Regions from separate parts of the Hordeum vulgare genome. Here all the other regions are linked to region 2. A link is a contact called in public Hi-C data. All regions are on one chromosome and are shown on one strand. The core of a region is the stretch at or near the end of the contact, and the rest is flanking DNA. Distances in the headings are between cores, read along the strand shown.

Region 1 (4,137 bases), core at 195-2,694, 490 kb before region 2:
TTAATCAAGTAAACTTATTACAAATGACCATGAACTGATCACCATAAACACTTGAACGATGATTTAACAAATAGTGATTTGATCATGCAATCACCCTTGAAATGTAATATGGCTGCATCATAACTGACTCATGATATGTTCAGAGACGTCTCTCTCGGTGGTGCCTAGCACTTATGAGTGTAGTGTTGTAATTTTGGGATGTTGGCCCTTCCATGGGCTTGCACATAACCATTCCTTCGGACAACGCATCAAGGCTCAAAGCTTTTTGTGTTTTGTCAAAGGGAAAAATAACATGGGTGCACACGAACATAGAAAATGGACTTCTGTTTTTGTGCAATTCGGTATAACCACATAGGAGTGCATGGCATACAAACATCGTTTAGACAGTGAATCTTTTGGCAAAGCAATAACTGTGCCCCAAAACCATCAAGAACCGTACTCTAACACTGAACCATGTCACCTGCAAAATCACTGACAGATGGATGGCCACAGAAATGCAATAAGGAATAACCACAAGCAGAACAAGAGAAAAGGGTGAGAAATTTGAGAACAATAAAGGACAACAATCAAGAACCGTACTCTAACAACAGCAGAACAAGATACTAAGCTTTGATAATCTCCATATGTCAATTAAAAATTCATTCAAAACAATCATGCTTGGCCAAATCTCGCAGCATACGGTCCACTATTCAGCAACCATTCATAAGCACATCAAAGCAGGTAAAAACGTCCGAAATCTATCTAATAAAATGGCACACTTTAGCAATCAAGCACAGCACATATTACTAACAAAAGGTAATCGAATGTAAGCAGATATTAGCCCCTTTCCTGAAAGCTCGAACGACAGAACAGCCACAGAGGACACATTCTTGGCGCAATTCAATTCAGCAAGGGCGCAAACAAACCCTCCGCTGCTTCAAGTATTCAATTTCTCCATAGTACATAACCAATTCCTCTGAAAGTTCAATCAACAGAACTAAAAAATATATATTTCTACAGATATTACCAGGCTGAAAATCGAGGGAACTGTCTCCATGACGGTGCAATTCCACTGCAGGGGACATGGAAATCGATGGAACGATCGAAATCTACCAACAAACCTATATTTTCTGGGCGCAATTCGGAGCCCGCGCTCGCAGACAAAGTCAACACGGTCCGAAGAAACAGATGGGAACAAAAATTGAAGCGAACGGTGCAGAAGGCGCGACCTTTTGGGGCGGGACGGGGTCGAAGACGTAGACCTCCCCCTGGTACACCAGCGTCAGCTGCTCCGAGGCCGCGCTCAGGAGCGCGTCCGCCGCCGCGGCGTCGTCGTCGCCGGAGGCATCCGCCAGCGGGGGATCGTGGCCGTCCGCCGCGGGCTCCGCCGCCATCGGCTGGGGATCGGACGGTTGGGATGGGCCGGGACCCGGGAGAGGCGGCCGGGCTCTCTCGGTTCGCGCGCACGTGTGGGGGATGGGTGGGAGCCCGCACGTGTGATGGATTTATGTACACGGGCTTGCGTGTCCCGTCGAGGAGAGCGTGTGCGTGAGGGCTGCATATTTTGGGTTTTCGGTTCTAAACTCGGGGTATCTATTTGATCCGTAGATTGCTTCCGGTATCGAGGGGATGATTTCATAAATGTGGATGCGTAAACATGTCATTTAAAGATAGCAGCATATGTCTATTTGTATTTTACTTTTCATCTAATCAAAACAATTTAGTTATATTTATATATATTTCAAGTTGATCAGACTCTAAGCTCAACTAAAATGACCGTCGACATCCGTTCCTCATCCCAGGCCGGCCATGAGCCCCCAAAAATGAAGCACCACCTCTATTTGCTCTGCAACCCTTCACTTCGATGACATGTCTTCCCCATGTTCGACAGTCCATTCCTCATAATGCTGAGAGCCCTAGAGGTATATGCTTCACCGAGAGGGGAATAATAGCCTATGTCTTCTCTTTATTCGCCAGCGCCGCTCATCAGAGTGGCACCAGAGGGATATGCTTAACCGGACGAGAAGGATGGTCTTCGCTTCTGTGAAGCACGGATCAAGGCTGTTTTTTTGGAAGGGGGGACGGTGGTCCGCGAGTAGGCAAGACATCGACAATGCACGCCGGCGATGCGACGACGGTAGCCTTCGTGGGACCCAAGTGGCAACGCCTTCCCATGTTCTACTTTTCCTCCGCGAGGTGGCTTGGAGCGGCGAGTTGCTGCGGGAGGCACCCGCTTGGAGCCTCGCCCATGGTATTGATGGCCTTGAGCGGAAAGCAAGGTGGAGGAGAGAGTTGCCTAGCTCGTATCCGACGGGCTCGACGCACCATCCAGACGGCTTTTATGCGGGAGAACTCATCTTCCTGCTCGCCGGCTGTCACAAAGAGTGGGAGATGGGGAGCAATGTGTGGTGCGATTTTTGCCCTGCGTCAGGCGTTGTTTAAATAGCGGGTGGGTGCCCGGAGCCAACCGACATGTGTTTAATGTCAGTCCTCTAGAGAACGAACATTGGCCGGAGTAGGTTTCTGAGCATATGCGCGAGTTTAATGGAGGAAGGTATGTAGTCTCCAGCCATTTGAATGTGGTGGAAAGGTGTGTTCAGTCAAGGGTGCAGTGGGCGACGCTCTCTCGGTCGACGCACCGCTTCAATGTCGGTAGTGATAGGTCTCATTCGCTCTGGGCCAACATCAATGCGAAGCAGCCGCTATACATCAGCATGAATGCGGGCACGTGGCGAGGGGCTGGAATGCACGCGGGTGAGGGAGGAGGGTTTTGAGTGGGCCATGTTGCTAGACGCAGACGTGTGAGCGGTCTGGACACCCGCAAACCCTCGCCCCACTTTGTCTCTGGTTTGCAGCGAAAAACACGTTCAGAACGGCCCACGGACCGGTGCGGGACCGCGTTCGATGCCAAAACACATTCGAACCGCACGATCTGAACGGTTGCGAGTGGTTTGAGGTTCGGCGTTGGAGATACCGTAACGTCTCTTTGGTTTGACACGCATGGTGGTGACGTGAGGAGGGTTTCGACGCCATCATCTAATTCAATTTTTTTTAAAACTTGTGATCTATTCATCACACCATGACAGTACAAAGAACACAAGAAATAATAATAATAAACTACATCCATATTTGTATGCTACTTAGCGATGACTACAAGCACTTGAGCAAGCCGATGGCGTGTCATCGTCATCACCCTTCTTCATTGGAGCCAAGCCAACCTTGTTGTAGTAGCTAGTCAGGAAGTCATCGTCCTAAGTTCCAACAGAACCAACACACCAGAACAACAACCACCTTTAACGAAGAGAAGTGTAGATCGAAAGGATCCAACTTGTAGGCACAAGAGCACAAACGAACGAAGACTGGATCCATGAAAACCCAATGAAAACGAACAAAAATTAATGAATCTTGCTTGATCCATCGGAGACACGCCCACACAGCCTCCTACGAAGCGAGACACGCCGCCAGAACAAGGGCATGGTGGGAAGAACCATATTCCATCTTCACAGTCATCGCCGCACTTGACTTCCTAAGCAGGACACAAAGCCTAAGCAGACTAAAAATACACGTGAAGACAAAGCATGAGCCCTTCCGATTAAATTATGGCGGATCGAAAGTATGTCTAGAGGGGGGGGGGTGATTAGACTACTTGACCAAATTAAAACTTACCATTTTCCCAATTTTATCGGTAGGCAAGTTTTAGCGATTCGATTCTAGCACACCCTACACATGCAAGTCTACGAGTTGTGCAACGGAAAGTAAAGACATTGCAAGTGAATGCAAATGAGGGATTGTAGATATCAAACACAATGAAGACACAATTTTTTTGATGTGGTCCCGATAGTTGGTGCTATCGTACGTCCACGTTGATAGAGACTTCAACCCACACAAGGTAATGGCTGCACGAGTCCATGAAGGGTCCGTGAATAAGCAACCTTGTCTATTCCACCATGGCTTACATCCATGAAGGACTATCCTCACTCGGGGTAGATCTTCATGAAGTAGGTGATCTCCTTGCCGTTACAAACTTCTTTGTTCAACTCCACACGATTTGGAGGCTCCCAAGCGACACCTAACCAATCTAGGAGACACCACTCTCCAAAAGGTAGTAGATGTTGTGTTTATGATGAACTCCTTGCTCTTGTACTTCAAAAGGTAGTC
Region 2 (3,596 bases), core at 838-3,337:
CATGTACGAGGCGTTCCAGAAAAATTGAGATCGGTCCACTCGGTGCCGTCAGAGATGTTGATGGAGATGCGAGGACGACGCTGGTGGGAGGGGATAGAGTGGATCCGTGACGACTCTTCGTCGTGGTCGCAATGCGTGCGAGAGTGGAAGGAGGTGCACGAGGAGGTGGAGCGGAGATCGATCCAATTCTAAGATACATGAGGGAGAGGTTTGCACATACCACTAAGGTGCAAGCGGATCGCGAACAAATTAACTTAGCGAGGCGACCACTTCGAGGGCAAAAGGATAGAGAAGGCAACGATGCCGTCGTTCCCACCCTCACCGTCGGTGGGCTTCATCCACTGGGTGAAGGGGAGGCAAAGTCGGGGTATCTAGCGTGCAAGGAGCGGTGGGAGTGCATCGTGGCATTGATGCCAACGAGCGTCCCACCGTTCCTAGAGCCGGCGGACCCACTGCCTTGTCGTTGGAACCAGCTAGGGCTTGAAACCCAACATTAGAGTTGGGTGGGTGGATGAGAGCTTGAGGAAGACCGGATGGAGATTTGGGGCCTTGCATCATCTAGATGAAGAAGATTCAGTTTCAGAAGAGGAACTTGACTAGAAAAATCGCAATCCTAATTTGGCCACCATCGGGGATGCTTTCTTACGAGCTCAAAAACAGTGTTTGCATAATTGACCTAAGAAGCGGAGTTCTCGGATTGATGTCGTGGTGAGCTGCTTGGGAAAGAAGACCGCTCAAGCACATGTACCTTTGGCAACATCTGATTTCAGGTATGTCGATACCGAACAGGTTGCAAATCTGATATTGTCCCTTTTACCCGCAATTAGTCTCTGTATGGGTAGGTCCTTGGTTCCAAATTGTTGGTGGGAGACCTGTTTGTGTGGGAGCAGGGTCGGTGCTAAAATCGACAGATCTCGGGTAGAGGGTCCCAAACTGGTGATCGGAAACGATGGTAAACAGGGAGTAGAGACACACAGATTTACCCAGGTTCGGGTCTTCTCGAAGCGGTAAAACTCTACATCATGCTTGTGTTGTATTGATTGTGGATGTGATACAAAGTGCAAATGAACTACCTTGAGGTCGTGTTATAAGATCTAAACTTGTATGAGTGTCTCTAAAGGCTAAAGCCATCGGTTTATGTATGCACTGGGGGTATTTAGGTTTTACACATGGTTGGTTACAAGCTAGTGATAAACATGCTGAACATCAAAATAGACTTTGGAGTACATGCCAATTCTTCAAAGGTTTCCATGCTAGGTATGCCGAGGACCATAGCTTCGAGTGTGCTTCCTTAAAAGATTGATGGGTCATCTGTTCAGCCCATGGTTGACTCATCGACATGGTGAGCACCCCTTGGTCCAGTAAACCATGAGTAGCCCCTAAACTGGTCTTCAAAGCCCAGGACATTGACGCCCTCCTCAAACATCTTTTCCTTCTCACGATATTCAGCTTTATAGGAGGTGTGCGTTTTTTTGTACTTGGCGGGGTGTTTATGTTTCGTCGTGTATCCCTCTTCTTTCTTAGTACTCTTGCATGGTTTGAGAACGTGAATTAAATATTTTCTATCTACATATCCATATCAATATAAAAATAACGAGGTACGAAGATCCAACATATCTCACGAGCCAACCGTGTCTACCAATAATCTACGTCGCTTCGGTGTTTGGCACAAAACATATTTAGCACTAGACACGTTTAGCACCCTCTCTTAATAAATAACATCCTAATGTCAACGTCAACGTTAGCCAAGTAATTACATCATATGAAATGTTAACACACAATTTATATCTTGCCTCATAGTATTAACGTGTAATGCGATTACTGTCTTGCCTAATACTAACGTGATACACTTTTTTTTTTGAAACGTGCACACACACAGGATATAGTAACTCAAAACATCAAAAAAATGTTTTTGAGGGGAAGGGGGAACTCAAAACATCAACTTGGATTGGTTCAGGCAAGACGCGGTTTATGCTCGAAAGGTTTACAGCCCAGAAGCACCACCTCATCGACATCTCCTCAAGCCCAGCAGACCCATGCCCGCCGCTTAAGAAGGCCCAGCTCGCGCTAGCCTCACCTCTCGTGGCCCTCACGCTTTGCGTCCCGGCCAACCCTACTTGACCTCCTCGCGCCGCAAAACCCTAACGAGCGGCGAGCCGCCTCTCTCTCTGAGCATCATCACACCCCTCGCCCCCCCCAATCCCGCCGCGCGCGCCCCCCATCGCGGCCGCCCCCGAGCCCCCGCCCCGGAACCTTCCAGGACCCGCGGATCGCCGGAGCAGCCAGCCAGCCGGCGCGCGGCCATCGCCGCCACCGACGCGCGGCCATCGCCGCCACCGACGCGCGCATGGAGAAGCTCCGCATCCACCGCTGCGGCGGCGGCGCGGTCGCCTGGACGCCCTCCCCCATCGTCGCGCTCGCCACCTCCCCCTGCGCCTCCCAGGTCGCCGCCGCGCGAGAGGACGGCTCCCTCGAGCTATGGCTCGTCTCCCCCGGCTCGGCCGGGTGGCACAACCAGCTCGTACGCTCCCCCGCCGCACCCTCACCCTCCTCCTCGCCGCGCCGAGGTTTCTGCGACCAACCCCCCCGGGATTTCGCCGTGACCTGATTTTGGGTTTCTGTGGCCGCAGACTGTACAGGGAGGCGCCGAGTCGAGGGTCACGTCGCTTGTGTGGGTGCCAAATGGCGCAGGGGGCCGCCTGCTCTCTTCCAGCGTTGATGGGTCGGTGGCGGAATGGGATCTCTTCCACCTGCAGCAAAAGGTGCCGCGCTTTGCGTGCTTGTGCTACATTTCACTTCCAGTTCAAACGCACTCGTCATTTCACAAGCATAGGGGAATAGGTATAGGTTTCCAACTTGCTGGCAGTGTGTAGCAATGGCATGAAGTTCGAGGTTTGTGCATACCGCCCGGAAGCGTGTGATTGGGTTGTACAATGCCTGGTCCTCTTACCATCTTGGGTGCAGAAAATGCAACGTGGTAGGAGTGTATCTGACATAAGTTCCATTGGATGGTTACATCTGTTTTTATTTGAATGTACTTGTATATTTATGGCTTTGCTATCCTATTAGTCATTGTAAGTTTGTGGATGTAATCATGATGGTTTTATTATTGTCTTTTGTAGACTGTCCTAGATACTATTGGGGTACCGGTCTGGCAGATGGCCATGGAGCCTGCATATGATCAATTGATTTCTGGAAATAAAAGCTCAGGATGCACTGCCAATGGCCATGCAAATCATAACGGATCTACCGACTCTGAATTAAGTTATGTTGATGATGGTCAGAGCTCTGATGATGAAGATGATTCTGCAAAGACAAGCTCTTCGTATCGTGCGAATGAGTTTCCGCGTTTGGCTCTGGCATGTGACGATGGTTCTGTACGCCTGTATAATGTGCCTGAATCTGGCCCACTGACCTACTATAGATCTCTTCCAAGAGTGAGCGGTATGTCCTGTATATCTTTCATCTCCCTATTTTGGCAGTGATTTCAACTACGATGGTTATTTATGTGCTTACTTGCAGGACGAGTTTTGAGTGTGACATGGAGTAATAATGCCAAATTCATATTTTCTGGAAGCAGCGATGGGTATGTTACC
Region 3 (3,836 bases), core at 237-2,736, 290 kb after region 2:
GTCGGTGCGGACGCAAAACGGACGCGCGCCCTTTCGTTGTCCGTTCCATCCACACCCGTCGGTCGTTCAACTATCCGCGGTCAACCTAATTAATGACGACCACCATCCACGAACCCATGCGTCAGCGATCGTGGTCGGTCTTTTTTAATCCGAGCATGCGGAGGGGTTCGGCCTCATCTGCTTCCACACCCCCGTCCCCATCTCGCCTCCTCTCTGCTCCCTCGTCGGCGACCAAACCCTAGCCAGCAGCCACGACCGGCTTCGCCCAAAACAACGGCAAGCCCCTCGTCGTCTATCCCCGCGCGTTGCGTCAGGAGGAGGTCGCCTACTGCCAGCATAGGAGGACGCTGCGCATGGCGGAGGAGCGCGCACGTGCTGTGTCACCGGCGCCACCAGCAATGCCCGCGCCGGCATAGCCCAACCTCACTGGCCCCGACGCCGACGCCGAGGACGTCTAGGGTAACGCGTAGTTTAGTTTTTTTTATGTTCAATTATAATATAATGAAGACGCGTGGACTCTCGTCGGTCTTCATGGCCGGCTTTAATGTTTAATTAATGTTTTTTTCAAAAATGTTTGTAATTTTTTACATGTCATTATAAAACGAATCAGATCAGTGTTTGACGCATGCGCCGACACAGATGAAAAAACAAACATTGGTGTGGGTCGGACCAATCCAAATGAACAAAAGGCGGATTAGTGTGCCCTTTAATTATTTGGGAAACCCAGCGCGCGGAAACCACGAACCGGTCTCGGTTCCAGAGCGGAGCTCGTCGCGCCTGTCCATGGCCGGTGCGGCGTGCAACTTGCAGTGGACGACGATTCCAAGCCGCCACGCCATCCCACGTGATGTCAGTCAGTCACGAGATCCCCGGTCGACCCGTGCGTGCGCGCCACCACCACGGTTACACATCCAGGCGTCATCAATTCAACAAATTACTAGCACCCGTACGCGATCCGATCGACCAAAGAAACCACAGAGCGATCTGCGGCGAAATGAACGGATACGAAAACCCTCGGCTTCATGATCCACACGAACGAATACTTTACTGCCATACAGGAGCTGCGCCGTCCTGATCCTGGCAAAGAAACACCAAATAAGGGGCGTCAGGTCGGACCTGACAGTTGACAGGACCGATCAACAGACCAACCATGCATTTGTGCTTGGGGATCTGCTTCTGCCCCCGGCGTCAAACTGACGAGATATATTTCAGATGATTTGGCAAGAGGTCAATCAGCAGAGGGGCTGACGCGTACGCTGTGGAGTTAGAATGCAGTGACCCGCCGGAGGAGTAAAGAATCGTCATCTCGAGTGCTTTCGGAGCTTCCATCTTTGGCCCGCCCGCACGCCACCACCACCTCCTATAATTACTCGGTATGTTTTTTAGTAGATATTAAAATAGGGGGAAGAGAGAAAGAAGCGCAAAGGCTCTCCTCCTGGATCTTGAGTTCTTGATAAGTTAAAGAAATGGCAGTAGGTCTGTGTACCTATCTATCCAGATCCTCTCAGCTCTCAAAACAAGTCATGTTACAGCTGTAGAAGCAGAGGAAGAAGAGAGGAAAGTTGAGAAGTCACACTGCATCACCAGTTTCTTTCACCACCACCACCGAAGTAGGGGTACTGTGGTAGGCACAGTAGACAGCAGTGACAGTATAAAAATTCTCTCCCCACCCTCCTCCTAGCGAGCGAGCGAGCGCGGCAACGGCCAACGACAGCGGCAGAAGCAGAAGCAGAGCCGAAGCCAGATCCGAAGCCGCCGCCGCCGCCGCCTCCGTCGAGCCGGGACAAGAACAGCGGTCTCGCCAATGGACATGGAGCTCGACGCCGCCCGACACGGGTTCGCCAAGATGGGCTTCGGGTCCGTCGGCCTCTCCTCTCTGCTTGTGTACTAACCAACTACTACCATCCTTGGCTGGAGCAGTAGCTGACAGGGAGACTGCTTCTTGGTCGTGTGGTGTGTGGTCGCAGGTGCAAGCACTACAGGAGGCGGTGCAGGATCCGGGCGCCATGCTGCAACGACGTCTTCCACTGCCGCCATTGCCACAACGACTCCACGGTCTCTGCTCCGCTCCGCATCCCTTCTCTCTGCTCTGGTTTGGTTGGCGCTCCTCACATTTCTTTCCGCTTTTTCATCTGCATCTTCTTCTCCTTCTTCTTCCTGGACCGGGCTTAGAAAGACGGGCACGAGCTCGACCGCCATGCAGTCCAATCGGTGCGCGCTTCCCTCACTGCTTCCTCCTCTTCAATCTCCATTTCTCATACGCCATTATATTGCGTTCCCAGTGCCCCGGACATCTTGTTTCTTGACTTCACCTTCAAACTTAATTTTCCTTTCCTCGTAGGTCATATGTCTCGTCTGTGACACCGAGCAGCCGGTCAGCATCTGAGGCGATTCCCCCAGTTTCTTGTGCTGCTGATAGCTTCAGAGTTTCGGTATAACACTAACAGATTGATTGGTGGGTGATCATCAGGTGGCGCAAGTGTGCAGCAACTGCGGCGTGTGCATGGGGGACTACTTCTGCCGGGCGTGCAAATTCTTCGACGACGACGTGAGAATTGAGATCCCTGTCCCTGCCCCTGTCCCTGTGCTGGATTTGGATTTGGATTTGGATTCGGTGGTGATTGATTGGGTTGTTGCTGATGGGATCTTGCTGCTGCTGCTGCTGTGCAGGTCGACAAGGAGCAATACCACTGCAAAGACTGCGGCATCTGCAGGTAGGCACCCCCATCCTATGCTCACTCTCACTTCCACTTTCGGTTCTTCTACTTTGACATATCGCCCCGCATGAAAGTTCAAGCTGCCGAGCTGACTGAAACCATGATCAACAGGGTTGGAGGCAAGGACAACTTCTTCCACTGCCACAAGTGCGGTAAGCATTCCGGCGATCCTTCCACGACACACTCCGAATCACCCCGAACCTCAATCCGCCATCTGATCTGCCGCAGGATCGTGCTACTCGGTGACCCTCAGGGACAAGCATGTGTGCATCGAGGACGCGATGAAGAACAACTGCCCGATCTGCTACGAGTACCTGTTCGACTCCCTGAGGGAGGCGTCAGTGCTGAGGTGCGGCCACACCATGCACCTGCACTGCTTCCACGAGATGCTCAAGCACGACAAGTAATCCATCGCCCATGCCTACCCACCGGCCTCCCATCCCTTTCGTGTGATCTTGGTCTTCTTCTTGCTTGGATAAGATAGATAGATGACGACGCTGTTTTTGAACGCACTTGCAGGTTCACTTGCCCCATGTGCTCCGTGTCCATCTTTGACATGGAGAAATTCTTGAGGGCCTTGGATGCCGAGGTAGGTATTTTCTCAGTAAGATCCACAGCATCAGCATGGTTTTCATCTCTGATTCCTTTTCATGTGAATTTTCCCTTCACGTTCTTGGCCCTGGCATGAGATTTTCTTTTTGGTATCTTCTTTTTTCAGATTGAGGCGAGCTTCTTACACATGGGAAAGGTCAGTGGCAGCTCACATATCTTTGTAGCCCTCAAACAAACATAGCATTTCACTACGAAATTTTATAGGAACATAATAAGAGTGCATGTGCACTTGTCACACTTGTGGAAAAGAGTACATGATTTTTGAAACTTTAAAAATATACTTTTGATTTCCCTTTTAAGAAAAAGGCTCCAAATGACCCAGGCTCATCTACCAATATTTTGGAAGTAGAATAGCCAGTTATATAAATGTGATGGTTTTCTGATGCCATTACTCCTGGCATGTGTTTGTGGGTCGGTGCAGGGATGGATCGTGTGCAACGACTGCTGGGACACGACCAGAGTGTATCCGGGCATGGCGGGGCAGAGGAAGTGTTGCCACTGCCAGTC

The links. Hi-C and Micro-C count contacts between places; a contact is called where the count stands out from the background.
Region 1: a contact with region 2 is called in a Hi-C map of leaf, with 3 times the contacts expected there. The contact joins the promoter of LOC123447690 here to the promoter of LOC123447693 in region 2. A contact is called at or near these places in 2 of 6 Hi-C or Micro-C datasets (leaf and seedling).
Region 3: a Hi-C map of leaf shows a contact between it and region 2, with 6 times the contacts expected there. The contact joins the promoter of LOC123447695 here to the promoter of LOC123447693 in region 2. A contact is called at or near these places in 3 of 6 Hi-C or Micro-C datasets (leaf and seedling) and 1 of 1 datasets of contacts at active chromatin or transcription factors (embryo).

Annotation. Positions count from the first base shown.
Region 1 is chr4H:28,521,938-28,526,074 of MorexV3_pseudomolecules_assembly, forward strand. It overlaps LOC123447690 (GATA transcription factor 19-like), which reads right to left and starts at 1,445. Exons shown (of 8, transcript XM_045124319.1): 1 at 1,209-1,445. The coding sequence starts at 1,373.
Region 2 is chr4H:29,016,043-29,019,638 of MorexV3_pseudomolecules_assembly, forward strand. LOC123447693 (WD repeat-containing protein PCN-like) reads left to right here and starts at 2,088. Exons shown (of 11, transcript XM_045124324.1): 1 at 2,088-2,521; 2 at 2,631-2,762; 3 at 3,123-3,444; 4 at 3,523-3,586. The coding sequence starts at 2,348.
Region 3 is chr4H:29,304,216-29,308,051 of MorexV3_pseudomolecules_assembly, forward strand. LOC123447695 (E3 ubiquitin-protein ligase SRFP1-like) reads left to right here and starts at 1,487. Exons shown (of 11, transcript XM_045124327.1): 1 at 1,487-1,857; 2 at 1,968-2,055; 3 at 2,177-2,211; 4 at 2,342-2,374; 5 at 2,471-2,548; 6 at 2,671-2,714; 7 at 2,829-2,869; 8 at 2,946-3,120; 9 at 3,237-3,306; 10 at 3,436-3,465; 11 at 3,751-3,836. The coding sequence starts at 2,007.